Linked DNA regions of Mus musculus: regions 2 and 3 are each linked to region 1. Evidence: chromatin contacts called from public HiChIP or PLAC-seq and promoter capture Hi-C data. All regions are on one chromosome and are shown on one strand. The core of a region is the stretch at or near the end of the contact, and the rest is flanking DNA. Distances in the headings are between cores, read along the strand shown.

What was found. Promoter capture Hi-C pulls out the DNA fragments that hold promoters and counts their contacts. HiChIP or PLAC-seq counts read pairs in DNA pulled down with a chosen protein or histone mark.
Region 2: a contact with region 1 is called in a promoter capture Hi-C map of pre-B cells. The contact joins the promoter of Pacc1 here to the enhancer-like site in region 1. A contact is called at or near these places in 9 of 39 promoter capture datasets (the HPC-7 cell line, HPC-7-derived erythroid cells, embryonic stem cells and 5 more), 2 of 484 Hi-C or Micro-C datasets (CD4 T cells and pro-B cells), 4 of 115 datasets of contacts at active chromatin or transcription factors (bone marrow-derived macrophages, effector CD8 T cells, large pre-B cells and 1 more) and 1 of 9 other capture datasets (liver).
Region 3: a contact with region 1 is called in an H3K27ac HiChIP or PLAC-seq map of microglia, with 4 times the contacts expected there. The contact joins two enhancer-like sites. A contact is called at or near these places in 2 of 39 promoter capture datasets (the C10 cell line and pre-B cells) and 2 of 115 datasets of contacts at active chromatin or transcription factors (large pre-B cells and microglia).

Annotation. Positions count from the first base shown.
Region 1 is chr1:192,076,492-192,081,060 of GRCm38.p6, reverse strand. The region is part of intron 1 of Traf5 (TNF receptor-associated factor 5); the gene reads left to right. Among named protein-coding and RNA genes, the nearest start is that of Traf5, 14 kb to the left of the region's middle. Within about 2 kb of position 2,525, at least 161 of the 459 cell types and tissues checked have an H3K27ac peak or open chromatin away from gene starts, as enhancers often do. A contact at or near this core is called in the HPC-7 cell line, bone marrow-derived macrophages, effector CD8 T cells and 6 more, where this site is marked.
Region 2 is chr1:191,324,097-191,328,665 of GRCm38.p6, reverse strand. Pacc1 (proton activated chloride channel 1) reads right to left here and starts at 2,764. Exons shown (of 8, transcript NM_025864.4): 1 at 2,590-2,764; 2 at 387-483. The coding sequence starts at 2,625.
Region 3 is chr1:192,751,254-192,755,822 of GRCm38.p6, reverse strand. The region is part of intron 2 of Hhat (hedgehog acyltransferase); the gene reads left to right. Among named protein-coding and RNA genes, the nearest start is that of Gm22265, 8.0 kb to the right of the region's middle. Within about 2 kb of position 2,537, at least 165 of the 459 cell types and tissues checked have an H3K27ac peak or open chromatin away from gene starts, as enhancers often do. A contact at or near this core is called in microglia and pre-B cells, where this site is marked.

The DNA.
Region 1 (4,569 bases), core at 1,276-3,775:
CCCGAGGTCACCCTCTGAACTGTATATGCATGCACACATATGGGTACAGGTGTCCCTGGGGCTGGGGAGGGAAGAATGGTGGGCTGTGTGGCCGAGGGTGCTGCTTGTCTGAGGTTGGCCTGAGACCAACACACACATATCTGCACATGCACACACACACACATGTACCTGCATACACTTACCACACACAAATACCTGCTCATATACACACACACCCTTTTACACACAGATATATCACACACCTGCACACACACATATACATATATGTATATACACACATGTACCACACACAAATATACACATGCCTGTATACACACATATACTACACCCCTGTACACATACCTGTCCACATATGCACACCACACATACATATGTGCACACACATTGTACGATACCACACAAGCACACACACACACTATATATATATATATATATATATATATATATATATATATATATACACACACATATACCACACAAACATACACACATAAATACCACACACATGTCACACAAGCACAAACACACACATGGACACACACACACACACTGTATATGCCTGCACACGTGTGGGTACAGGTGTACCTGATGCTAGGGAGGGAAAAATGGTGGACTGTGTGGCTGGGGTGCTACTAATCTGAGGTTGGCCTGAGGACAGGACTCACCTGCACACACACACATGCACAACACACGCATACACACATGCCCACCACACACACACACACACACACACACACACACACACCCCACAGCTCTGGGTTGAAGGGAAACAGCTAACTGAAGGGAGCTAGATGCAGAGAGCAGTCCTTGGACTCATTTAGGGGTGGCAGCAGGTACCAGATGAAAAGCTCACTCATATGTCAGTTGGTTTTGGTTTTGGTTTTGGTTTTTCCTTTTTAAAGATTGATTGGTTGGCTGATTGATTGATTGATTGATTTATAAGTGTTTTTTTCAAATGTGTATCTGAGTACCATGTGTGTGTACAGTTCCTATAGAGGTCAGAAGAGGGTGTCAGATCCCTTGGAACTGAAGTTATAGATGGTTGTGAGCTATCATGTGGGTAGTGGGATTCAAACCTGAGCCCTCTGCAGGAGCAGCCAATGCTCTTAAGCATTGCATCATCTCTCCAGCCCCTCTTATTCACTTTTGATTCCTGAACCTGGCAGCTGGACATGTCAGGTAGACATATTATCCTGAGAATGAGGGGAGATAGCCAGTGGGGGTGGGGTTGCACATACTTCATAATCTTCAGAGCCCTTGCAGTGCATTCTGTGCCCCTCCCCACCTCCTAACGCTTTTCATGTAGACATACATGGGTCAGTTGGCTTTTCCCTTAGGGAGAAGATAGTCACTGTTATAGGATGTGTGCTGCCCTGCAATCTCAAGTTAGCTTGCTCAGCTCTGCCATGGTAACATCTGCAAACAAATTAACCCAGCTACACTCTGATAAAACTGTATTTACAAAAGCAGTTAGCAGGCCAGCCATCTCTTTGCACATCGTGTTATTTTCTCTTCAGAAGTCCTACAAGGTTGCTACACTGTCACTATTAATTATTGTGTGAAACAGAGAGGCCTAGGGACAAAGTAACTTGCCTGAGTTCATAAGACTATGCAGTGTAAAACCAAAATTTGAATCCAGACTGGTCCACCCCAGAACCCATGGGGTGCCACCCACATACACTGCCTCCCTGTGGGCCGGGAGGAAGCAGGGGCCTGGAGTGACTGTGGCTCCTGCTGATTCCTCAGGGGCATTGACCACTTCCTGAAGTAGGATCCCTCCAAGCCTCAGTTTCCTCCTTTGAAAAATGGGAATGATGGTAATATGTATGCCACAGGAATGTCAGGATTAAAACAAGCTAGGTGTGTGAGGTAGCAAGCCACAGGTAGACATTGCCTCCTACCACATAGTTCTAGCACCTGGGGTCCATGCATGTTTTTCTAAAGTCCCCCTCAGCTGGACCTGTCCTGCCCTGCATCCAGCAGCCCCTTTGCACCACGACGTCATGTGAGGCCCCTACCCCTCCCCTTATTCTCCTTGACCTTATTCACCAAACACCAATTGAGTGCTTTCAGTCAGGTACTGCTGGCTCTGTGGGTGGGGTGTAATAAAAGATGGCTGTCCCAGGAGAAGTTTGTAGACAGTGAGGACACAGAGTTGAGGCTCAAAGCTCTGGAGTCAAGCAGGCCTTTGAGGGGAAAGCTTTGTTGTGACTTCCTGGAGACTTAAAAATATCCCTGGTTGGCTGTGGCTGACTTGAGAGAAGACAGTGTTCCCCAGAATCATCCCTCCCAACTAGGGGACAAAGGCAGGCATGGCTCAGGACAAGTGTGGGTAGTAGCTCTAGAGCTGCCCTGCAACCCTGTCTGGTAAGCTGTTGGAAATGAGGAACTAGAGGCTTCCTGGCCAGCCAGAGAGAAATCACACTTCTCTGAGGAACTAAAGTCCCACCCTCCTGGCTCGTCATTCTTCCTCCCCAACGCTGGCCTTGTCTCATCTCATCTGGGCTGCTGTGGGAGGGACCCCTGCCTTGCAGGGCCTTCCTGTTCAGCTCTGTGGAGAACAGAGAGTTTGTGTTGGTTCTAGCTGAGGATGGGGTTAGAGCAGAGCCCTGCCTGCGGGAACTGCTTCTGCATCTCAGAGGAAGGCTCTTCACTGCCATTGAAAGAAGCTTTGGAAGAGCCTCAGCCAGGCTCAGTGACTCCCTCAGAGACAGACAGTGATGTGGGGCTATGAGCTGAAATGAACCCTTTCCTTCACAAGTTGCTTTTGGTCATAGTGTTTTACCATAGCAGTAGAAGCCCTGACTAGAACACTGCCCTACAGAGGACCTGGTGGGAAGGCGCCGGCTTCTCCACGAGCCTAGGTGAGATTACATCTAACCCACTCGTTGCTAATGGGGATCTAGGGTCTAGAAAACAGTCACAGATGACTATAGGAGATTAAATTAGTTTTAGTTGATCAAATTTATACCTTTACTGGAACTTCCTGCTATTCTTAGCATCATGTCTTATTTTATGAAGTGAAATTCTCATGACATGAATTGCACATAAAATGCATGTCTACCTGTGTATCTCACAGTCATATGCTGGGAGATCCTTGGACAGCTTTTAAATCAGACCTTGATATTACAAAGGACACATGACCTTGGACGATGAAAACAGATAAGAATATATGACTGAGGAATCATGAGTTCCTCTGATAATTTTGTGTGCACATGTGTGTTCATTGGTGCAGTCGTGTATATGTGCATGTGTGCACACTCATGCAAAGAGCAGAGGACAATCTCAGGTTTCTCTCCTCAGATGATATCAACTTTGCTGTTTTGAGACAGGGTCTCTTACTGACCTGGAACTTGCCAAGTAGTCTAGGCTGGCTGGCCAGTGAGGCCCGGGGCTCCTGCTGTCTCCACCTCCCTAGTGCTGGGATTACAAGTGTACACCACCATGCCTGGCTTTAATATGTGGGTTCTGGGGAAGTGAACTCATGTCTTCATGCTTGCAAAGCAAACACTTTACCAACAGCACTATGTGACTTACTCTGGTCCCAGAAATGTAGGTTGTCAGCTGGTTTGACTCATAGTTCACCCATCCCACTGAGATGGTCTGGAAAGCAGCCAGCCCTGGAAAGCCTCCTGCACACACCCTTGGTTTCCTTCCCATCCTGTGTCTCTGCCCCCATTTATTGTTCTTTTCCTGGAGCCAGGGCCTGTTCTCATCTCACCCACCTCCTGGTACAGACCCCAGCAAAGGAAGAGTCTAGGATGGATGTGGGCATGCAGCAAGTGACTGCTCCATTCCATTCATTTCACAACTGAGTACAGTTGATTATTAACCAATCTCAAACTTGTGCCATGCCCTCTGGGAAATTTCTTTGTGTTTTCATCCATAAAATGCCACCTTCAGTCCAGTTTAACTGCTTTGTGAGCTCAGCAGAGACATTTCAACAACTTTTGTGAAGTTTCAACCAGGCTCCAGTGGTCCTACATTGAAGTCTCTCTTGGTAGCACTTACCACTGGGCTATTGTAGCTTATCATTTTCTGTAGAATCCTACCCTTGTAGGGCCTGGAGGACAGTGGACTATCACAGGCTGTGCTGTCTCAGGATCTGACACAGGGTGCAGCACACACTGTCCCTATATGGGAATCAGTGGATGGATGGGCAGTTGGCCAATCTAGGAGATAGATGGGTCTTACTCAGGTCTCCCTAGCTAGTAGGAAGCAGGGCAGAAACAGTTTCAGTTGCTGGTCCTATGCTTGTTCTTCTCTGAGTTTTGCTTTTGAGGTACTAAATCTCCCCCAAGAAGCAGAGCTCAGAACCTACTTGGGCCTCTGTCTTAGGAACTGTAACCCAATGTATAAAAATATTCTCAACTTTTCTAAATACTTATCAATCCAAAGTTGTTGAAACACTGGAGGTGAGGTGGACAGAGAAGCTAGGACCCATTTTACTTTGTCACTTTGTTTACTGTAGGCATACATTTTTTGCAACCTACTTTTAATAAGGATTCAATCTCTCTTCTAGCCCACCACCCAAAAGAGGTAGTGGAAGAGAAATTTGTTAGGATATGG
Region 2 (4,569 bases), core at 1,515-4,014, 750 kb after region 1:
GAGTATGAAGCAGGGAAACAGCCTAGGTGAGCCACCCACCAGGCAGCAGGGCTGGGGAGGCCTGACGAGAGGTTTTCTCCCATGGGGCTCTGGGACATGATCAGGGCATTAAAGACATGCTGGCCAGCACCTCCTTGGGGAAAAAGAATGGCCTGGCTTCAGGAACTGGTTCCAACCCCACTATCAAGAACACAGACCTTGAAAAGGCACGTCCTCCAGCTGGAGGCTGATTAAATATGTAGAGCTTTAGAACCGGGCAGACCTTGAGACCCAACTCCAGGGTACAAGTGTGGAGGAGAGGAGATGTCCCCTCCCTCTGCTGGCAAGGTGCCTAGACTGGGCCTCCAGCTGTAGCAGCACACAGCCAGCATCCTAAACCCACTCACCTGGCACGACACCTGGACCTTGTACTTGGACCAGCTCCTTGTCTCGTTCGTCTGCCTGCTCCGAGTTCTCAACCACCTGCTCCAACTCCTCGCTGAGCTGAAGGAGAAGGCGTGAACAGTTTAGCTGGACTGGCCTTGCCTTTCTAGGCTAAAAAAAAAAAGCAGAAGCTGCCATCCACATAACCGTCACACATGCACAAAGGCCACATGACACAGGATGTGTGAGACCAAGTCCTCTGTCTTCTCTCACAGAAGTTTCCTGGGAAACTACAGGAAAGGATTTAGCAGGGCTGGCTCGATGAGCAGTGAGGGAGACCTGTATTCCCAGCCTGTCTCCTAGCTTCTGCTGATTACCCTGGCATTCTCAGGGCTATTGGTAGCTGTGCCTGATGTCTAACCCCTGCCTCCATTTTTACAGGGTCCCCTGCAGTGTGCACCCCCTTGGGGTACATCTTTAAGGACAATCATAATGATCGATTCAGAGCCCAACGCTTGTCATTGTGCAATAACCCAAAGTGACTCTAGTTCCGAGTCCAAACAGGACAAGTACTGGAGTCACCCTTCAGCATCTCCCAGAGCCACAGTCAGTTAGTGAAACAGAAATCACGCCACCTTGGTCTCATTCCAAAGCCCACGGTCCTAACCACTTCCTAGAGGAAGAGGAAATGTGGCTTAGAGTCCACTCAGAGAAAAAAAACTGACAACAGCAAAACTGGTGTCTCCGTGGGACACTAAAGCCCACAGATGTGGGTGCAAATGGCAAAGCAGGGGCGACAGATGTCCAGGTACCAGGCAACCGCAATCTAGCTCAGCAGTCTTCTCACATGACCTGTCAGACGGGAGAAATCTTGCTGCTGAGAAAGCAAAGTCCGGGATCAGTGTCCCATCATTTTAGGCAGGTGAACCCCGTGGTTTGCAGGGGTCCAGCCCAGGCTCATCGGGATATCACATGAAAAGGTACCTTTTCTCCACTCAGAGACAGGGTCTCATGTAATCCAGGCTGGCTTCAAACTCACTATAGTGGAGAATGACCTCGAATTTCTGGGCCTTCAGCCTCTACCTCCTAGTACTAAGCAAGTACTGAACCATCTCGGCTACAGACACCCCCAGCCCTCAGAGATCTTTCACATTTACCCTAGATGATTTACATAAAAGAAAAAAAAACCAAAACAACAACAACAAAACAAAACAAAACTCAAGAGGGACAGTGGTCCCAAGAACCCAGGTATAGTGGCAATCCCCGTCCCTCCAATCGCCTTCTTGATACTCAGCAGCCAGCACAAGCCTTTGCCTATCCCAGGCCAAACTTCTCAGAAAGCTCCTTTCTAGAGCGGAACCTCAGCAAATACCTAATTTCATTAGGTCCGCTCTCAAAACAACCCGGGCAAGAAAGATGCAAGCCAGTCTTCTTGGGACTTCAAACAGATCTGAAGAACGCAAAGGGAGGCGGGGCCTCTTTAACGCCTTCTACCATTAGGCACGATTCCAGTGAGCACCTGAATCTATCTACTTGTGGCCTTGCTCTGCGAACAGGACAACAGCCTGTATTTCAATACATTATCTTATAAGCTCTGCTACACTGCGGTCCTCTGAAGCTAGTACCCCAAAACTCCGCAGAAGCAAGAGCTGTCTGCATCCTGGTATTCACCCGGGATCATCAGTGACCCCAGGGCGCTGAGTTCAGCACGCTGCTAACTCGTTTGGAGAGTGTGAGTTTCCAGTGTGGCCAGGGCCTCCGTGGGTGGAGACGGACATGGAGACAAGCTAAGGTTGGGCTGCTCCGGTTGGACAAGGTCTAACGGCATGGGGCGGCTGCACGGCCTCGAGCAAACCTGGACAGTGGTGGCTGACGGCTAAGGATGCGGCGTCGCGGAAAGACACCCAGGCAGGGCAGAGCCGGGGAAGCCCCACACCAGAGGAACAGAAGGGGCCCGGAGCCAGCGCGGCTCTGCGAAGGGAAGCGGGAGGTTCGGGCGACAGACAAAGGGCTGCTGGGGTTCTGGGGAAGGCGAGGAGCTGCCGAGGAGCTGCTGGCCACACGCGTTCCCCACAGCCAGACTCCAGGGTCCCTTGTTATCCCCGCGTGCCGGGACCACGCAGGGGCTCCACCTGCTGCAGAGCCCGCATGCCACGGAGTGCCAATCATCCACCTGCACCGGGGTCGCGGCGCCCTGCCCGCCCTCCGCGCCCGTCCGGTCCGCACCTCCTGGTAGGACGTGGAGAGTTCTTGTCGGATCATGGCACTGGCCCTCTACGGCTCACCAGGGACCGCGACGCCGCAGGAGGCGCGAGCTCCAAGATGTGCCCGCTCTACTAAGCAAGACCCGCTCTAGTCTACCGCCCAAGACCAGGCGTGGCGGCGCTCAACGCATGCGCATCTTTTGCTGCCGCCGCGGGCGACGCTGGGAGTTGTAGTTCTAGGTGCCGGGAGCGGTGGGGAAAGCACCAGCTGGGCTCAACCTCCCGCTAGAGAGGCAAGCAATAGCCTCGCACTTCCTCTCTTTGTTACAGGCAGAAAAATGGAGTGCCTGAGTGCAGCATGGCACAAAGGCCAGTCGGAGCGCCCAGTAAGGGGAGAGGAAACTGGGCCTTGCGGTTTATAATGACAATAAATGTCCAAAGAGCCCTTTGTGTACCAAGCTCTCCGTACGCTTACGTCTTGATCCTTCAAGGAATCCTGCAAAGGAAACTTTTTTTCTCTCTCTCTATTTTACAGATTAGTACACTGAGGTAATGAGGATACCTTCTGTCAGTAAGGATAGGGAGAGAGTGATGATCGAGAAGTTATTTCATCTGAGAAAGGAATAACAAAATTCTAGAGTTCAACAAGGCTTGTGACAGCCAGCAGTCGATATGGACTGTGTGAAACAACCCTGGCTCAGGTTGCACCTTCCAGAGCCAAGCAATGGGTTGCAATAGTTGTATAGTTTACTAAGGTTCCTGTAGAGTGTGTGTAAGTACCTGTGGCTGGTACCGCCATGAGGTAGTCAGCTGGCTATCTGAGTCTATGTAAGACAGCCAGGGCAGAAGGTGGAGCCCAGCAGGATCTGCTCTTGGTTGATAGACATTTTCTCTCTCTCAGTGACACAGATATAGGCCAGATTAAAAATAGATAAAGACGGGTTTATTAGCTGGCAGCTCTCAGGAGGGTTCACCAATCTCACAGGTGGGGGTCAGCAAAGTCCCACTCCTAGAATAAAGCAAGGCAGTTTTATAGGTTTTAGGCAAGGAGTGATGACCTGCCAGCTAGGAGCTAGTCTTGTGTCCATACATGGTCAAAACCTAAGCCCCTGGGTGGGCACTCTTGGTGGGATGCTGGAAACAGGGAGACAGGAGTGATGATGTGTTAGCCAGGAGTTTTCTCCAAGCAGACAGGAGTGGCGGTAGGGTGTCTCTGTGGGGGCAGGGTTGGGGAAGGAGAGCAGGCGTGGTTTCCCTACCTTGTGCAGGGGGTGAGCAGGGGTTCCAGCCTAATATTGGTCATGGCATCCAATTGCCTCATCTGGTAAAAGCTCTTGCTTATATGTCAGAATGAGCATCGGAAGGAAGACTTAAGAACTTAGCAGATCTCTGGTAAAAGTTTAACATTTTTATCAAAGTGTGCCAGGGAGAAGTGGGCTCCTCTCTTTGTGTCTTACCACCACTCTTCCCTGCCCTGCCACCTGGTCCTCTGCTCTTCCATCTATTAAATGGGCCAGAATGTAGACAAATGCGCACTTGATGGTTGCCAAAACTTTGGGAAGCAGCTATAGACAGTCAGTATGTGTAGCGCTTAATACCATGTAGGTACCTAACGAATTCTGGGTAAGTTCATTAATGGAATACCAGTTTACATCTCATTTAATGAATGTTATTGTACCAGCTGGTTTTATGTCAACTGGACACAACTTTGGAGGAGTGAAAGTCAATTAAAAAACTGACTCCACTGTATTGGCCGGTGGGCAAGCCTGTGGTGCATTTTCTTGGTTGGTGATAGATGTGGGAGGGCCCGGCTCACTTGGGCAGTGCCACCCTGCCTGGGCTGATGGTCCTGGGTGCAATAAGAAAGCAGGCTGAGCAAGCCATGAGGAGTAAGCCAGTAAGCAGCACTCCTCCATGGCCTCTACATCAGCTCCTGCCCGGACTTCCCTGGGTGATAGATTTTTAAACTGTAAGGTGAATTTAAACTCTTTCTTTCCCAAGT
Region 3 (4,569 bases), core at 1,288-3,787, 670 kb before region 1:
TTGGTGGCAGGCAGACACTGTGGAAGCGCCTGTCTTCTGACTGTTCCCTGCTTGCTGTTCATGCGTAGGCTTTCTGGTTCTTGTGTCCACTTTGAGGGTTTGTGGTGTTCTGGGAATCTGTCTGTTTTGTGGAGTGCTTCGGTGCAGCGTATCTCGCTGTGTGATTTTATGTTTGTGTCTCCTTTATCTTTCCCATCTCTGAGAATTAAACAGTTTTACTTCTACTGTTCTCCCTCATTCCTGGCCCCGCCCCTCACCTTACTGTATATTTATTTCTGTCTCTCTTTCCCTACCTCTCTTGTTCCATTTTCCCACACGCCCCTCGACAGTGTCTTTTCCTTTCTTTGATCAGCTGTGCCGGAGCGCCTGTGAATCTCAGCTTTCGGCTTTGTTAGAGCACTCCGTTGTTCTGTCACGCTTCCCAGCTCATCGATGTCTGAACGGATCATTTCTGTCTTTGTTGTTCCTCGGGCTTGGGTAGTTCCTTTTTGTACCAGCTTCATGGGTTGAAGTGTTAGCTCATTCGTTTCCTAAGCAATGTGTTTGTATCATTGCGCTGTATCTGACTGACTTTTCTCAGGATTCCAGAATGGAAATTGTAAACTGGAACTATACTGATGTATTTCAGGTTTCAAAAAAATTATTGGCTGGTGCAAGGCCCCAGGGGTTAAAAGTTTTTGTTGCTCTATCATAAGACCCTGCTTTGGTTCCTAGCAACCGTATCTGGTGCCCTGCAACTGTCTGTAACTCCAGTTCCAGGGATCCAAAGACCTCTTCTGGCCTTCAAGGGCACCTGCATGCTCATGGTACACATAAACTCATGTAGTTACACACACACACACACACACACTCTAAAAAATATATATATATATTTTGTCTGTTTGAACCAGGGTCTTGTGCAGCCCTGAATGGCCCCAAACTTGCTATGTACGGCTTGGAGCTCCCCATCTTCCAGTTGTCACCTCCCTAGTGCTGGATGACAGATACGTTTCACCATGCCTAGTTTCTCTTTCTTTTTCTGGGGACTGAGCCCAGGGCTTGATATGGACTGAGCCAACCAAATGATACACAAATACCAAATGAGTACCAAGTGAGTATACCAAGTGAGACACACCTCCGTCTGGTTTTTGTGGTTTTGAGACAGGGTTCTTCTATATAGCCCAGGATGACCTTGAACTGCAGACCATCCTCATGAGTTCAGTGGCAAAATAAACAAATACATAAATAAATAATTCATTTTTAAAAAGCTGAAGGTTTGTAATCTTAGGTGGGGGTTAGGGGTGGGGGTGGTGTGAGGGACTGAGGTGGAGGGTGGAGGAGTCGGGTAGGTGGGTGGAGATATAGACAGGCAGATACCCAGGGATTGCTGGTCCACTAGTCTAACCTGTTTGACAAGTTCCAGTCCAGTGAGAGACCTTGTTTCAAAACATAAGGTGGACAGTGTCCCTGAGGGACATCAACCAAGGTTGTCCTCTGATCTCTACATACAAATATATACACTCTCGTGTACACACACACACACACACACACACACACACACACGCACACACGCACAAAGACATAAAAAAAAAACACTACCAATAATGAGTGTTGGGTTGTGTTCCCTTGCAGTACCTCATCAGACGAGAGATGATTTTCTCTTTTTGACCTGCTAATGATATTTTTATTTTAAGGGAATAAAGTTTTCAGGAGCAACCACAGTGACTTCTGCTGTGTACCTTCCCTGGCCATGGTATTTTATCAACCTCTTTTCTCTGAATTGAAAAGACAATCAGTTTCTGAGTGTGCCTGGTCAGACCTCGGTTTTATCCTTGGAGATTCCAACATGGCACCGAGACTCTTTCGTATACCATGGGCCCCTTCCTTTCTTGTAAACCATGTAACTGGTGCCTGAAGTCTCTGTCGCTTGCTTTCACTCTCTTGCAAGCTTGTGGCTACCCAAGTTCCCTTCGAAGCAAGATTCCTCGAAAAGTTCCCAAGTGTTTCTGGGCTATTAGCATATTTACCTTTGTCTTTTTAAGGCAGTGTGATGATAATATTTTTCAAGGTTCCTGAGCTTTTCGGATGTGTCGACCACACTCCAGAGTCAAATACTGCATGTACCTTATGTCCCTGTCTTAAGAAATTGTTCAGATTTATCCATTTAGCAGATTTATTTTCTTTCTCAAAGAACAAAGTTTGGCAGCTTTTCTGTTTTCTGTGATAATCACTTTCTAATGAAAGTAGCCATGTGGGATCCTGCTGACCCAATAGTCTGCAAGCATGCCTTTCTGCAGAAGTTGCCTGTTACTGACATTTGCATAAATGGACTTCTGCCTTCTGTAGATTTGAGGTTTCAGGTCACCTACTTCCCCTTCTTTAGCTGTCAGTGAACTGTTGCTAATGTCTTTGTAAACGAGTGCTAACACCCGGGGATCTAAAAACAGCTTTCCTGGTGCAGAGTTTCTGTCTGACTTGCCACCTCTCATTTCTTTGTTATTATGTAGCAGTTGTCTCCAGAGTAGGATACAGCTGTAGCGAACACGCTTGCCCCACGCTTTCACTTTCCCCTGTTAGCCCTGCAGGCACAGCCATTAATAATCTGGGTCTATGAGAGCATGACACAGCAGCGGTTGTAATAATGAGAGCTTGACACAGCAGCAGTTGTTAAGTGGGCCTTTTCCTTTACATGGTTCATGCAATGCATCAACCTCTCACAGGACAAGGGCTGGGTGAAAAGGCAAGTACTAACTGTTGCAATTGAGGATTTGTTTGCAAGTGGGTTGGTGACTTTAGAGAGCTTATTCTACCATGTGGGTGGGGGAGGCAAGGGATCCTGTCCTTGAACAGGTGGCCTTGCCTAGGGAGCTTGCTGAGGGTGAGAGGGGCCACTGAGGGGACTTTGGTGATAGGACTTGAGTGCCTCGCTCTGCAGGTTGCCAAGGATTGAATCTGTCTCCCAGTGTCCTTACATCAAAGCTTCCAGTGTGTCAGATGGCACTTGACCAAGTCCTTGTCACTCACAAAACTACTGAGTCACTGCCTTCCTCCAGGGATACCAGATCTCTTAGCCCAGCCCCTTTCAGGCTTGCTTTGTTATTGCCTTCTGTGTTGGTTATTGTCCTTACAGAACTTTTCACCAATCACAGCAACGTGGTGGTTGAGAAAACAGGCAATGATGTGGAGTGTCTTCCTCATTCCCTACCTGCTTTATTGCTTTGAGACAGGGTCTCTCACTGATTAGTCTAAGCTAGCTGCTCTGCAGCCTTGGAGATTCTCCAGTTTCCACCTCTCCGGGACTGGGTTTATAGATGTGTGCTGCTGTACTAGGCTTTTCCTGTTTGTCCTGGGGATCTGAACTCAAGACTCCATGAGCACATGAGACTTCATGGTACAGTGAGCACTCTACTAATGATGCCATCTCCCCATGCCCCTCTGCCCAGAACATGGCTCTATCAGCAATTGGCTTAAGTTCAGAGTTCAGGAGGCTTGGTCTGCTTGGGAGGTCTTCCTGACCTTGGTTATTTTGCATCCTATTTACAGATCTCATGTGTTTTTATTGAGTTATTTGTGACCCACATTCTCATTCTCTGAGAGAATTGGAGGAAGAAAGAAGAGGTTGAAGCCCTGGGTCTCAAAAGTCATGGAAAACCTATCCTACCATGTATGTCTCTGCTGTAGCATAGTCTGCTTATGAGGTTTTTTTTATAATAATAATAATAATAAATTTATTTGCCAGAATATGATGATACAGGTATGCCATTTTCTTTTTTTTTTTATTTATTAGGTATTTTCTTCATTTACATTTCCAATGCTATTCCAAAAGTCTCCCATACATCCCCCACTCCCCTACCCACCCACTCCCACTTCTTGGCCCTGGCGTTCCCCTGTACTGAGGCAGATAAAGTTTGCAAGACCAAGGGGCCTCTCTTTCCAATGATGGCCGACTAGGCCATCTTCTGATACATATGCAGCTAGAAACACGAGCTCTGGGGCGGGGGGGGGGGGGTACTGGTTAGTTCATATTGTTGTTCTACCTATAGGGTTGCAGACCCCTTTAGCTCCTTGGGTACTTTCTCTAGCTCCTCCATTGGGGGCCCTGTGATCCATCCAATAGCTGACTGTGAGCATCCACTTCTGTGTTTGCTAAGCCCTGGCATAGCCTCACAAGAGACAGCTATATCAGGGTCCTTTCAGCAAAATCTTGCAGGTATAAGCAATGGTGTCAGCATTTGGAGGCTGATTATGGGATGGATCCCTGGGTATGGCAGTCTGTAGATGGTCCATCCTTTCATCTCAGCTCCAAACTTTATCTCTGTAACTCCTTCCATGGGTGTTTTGTTCCCAATTCTAAGAAGGGGCAAAGTGTCCACACTTTGGTCTTCATTCTTCTTGAGTTTCATGTGTTTTGCAAATTGTATCTTGTATCTTGGGTATTCTAAGTTTCTGGGCTAATATCCACTTATCAGTGAGTACATATCATGTGAGTTCTTTTGTGATTGGGTTACCTCACTCAGGATGATGCCCTCCAGGTCCATCCATTTGCCTAGGAATTTCATGAATTCATTGTTTTTAATAGCTGAGTAGTAC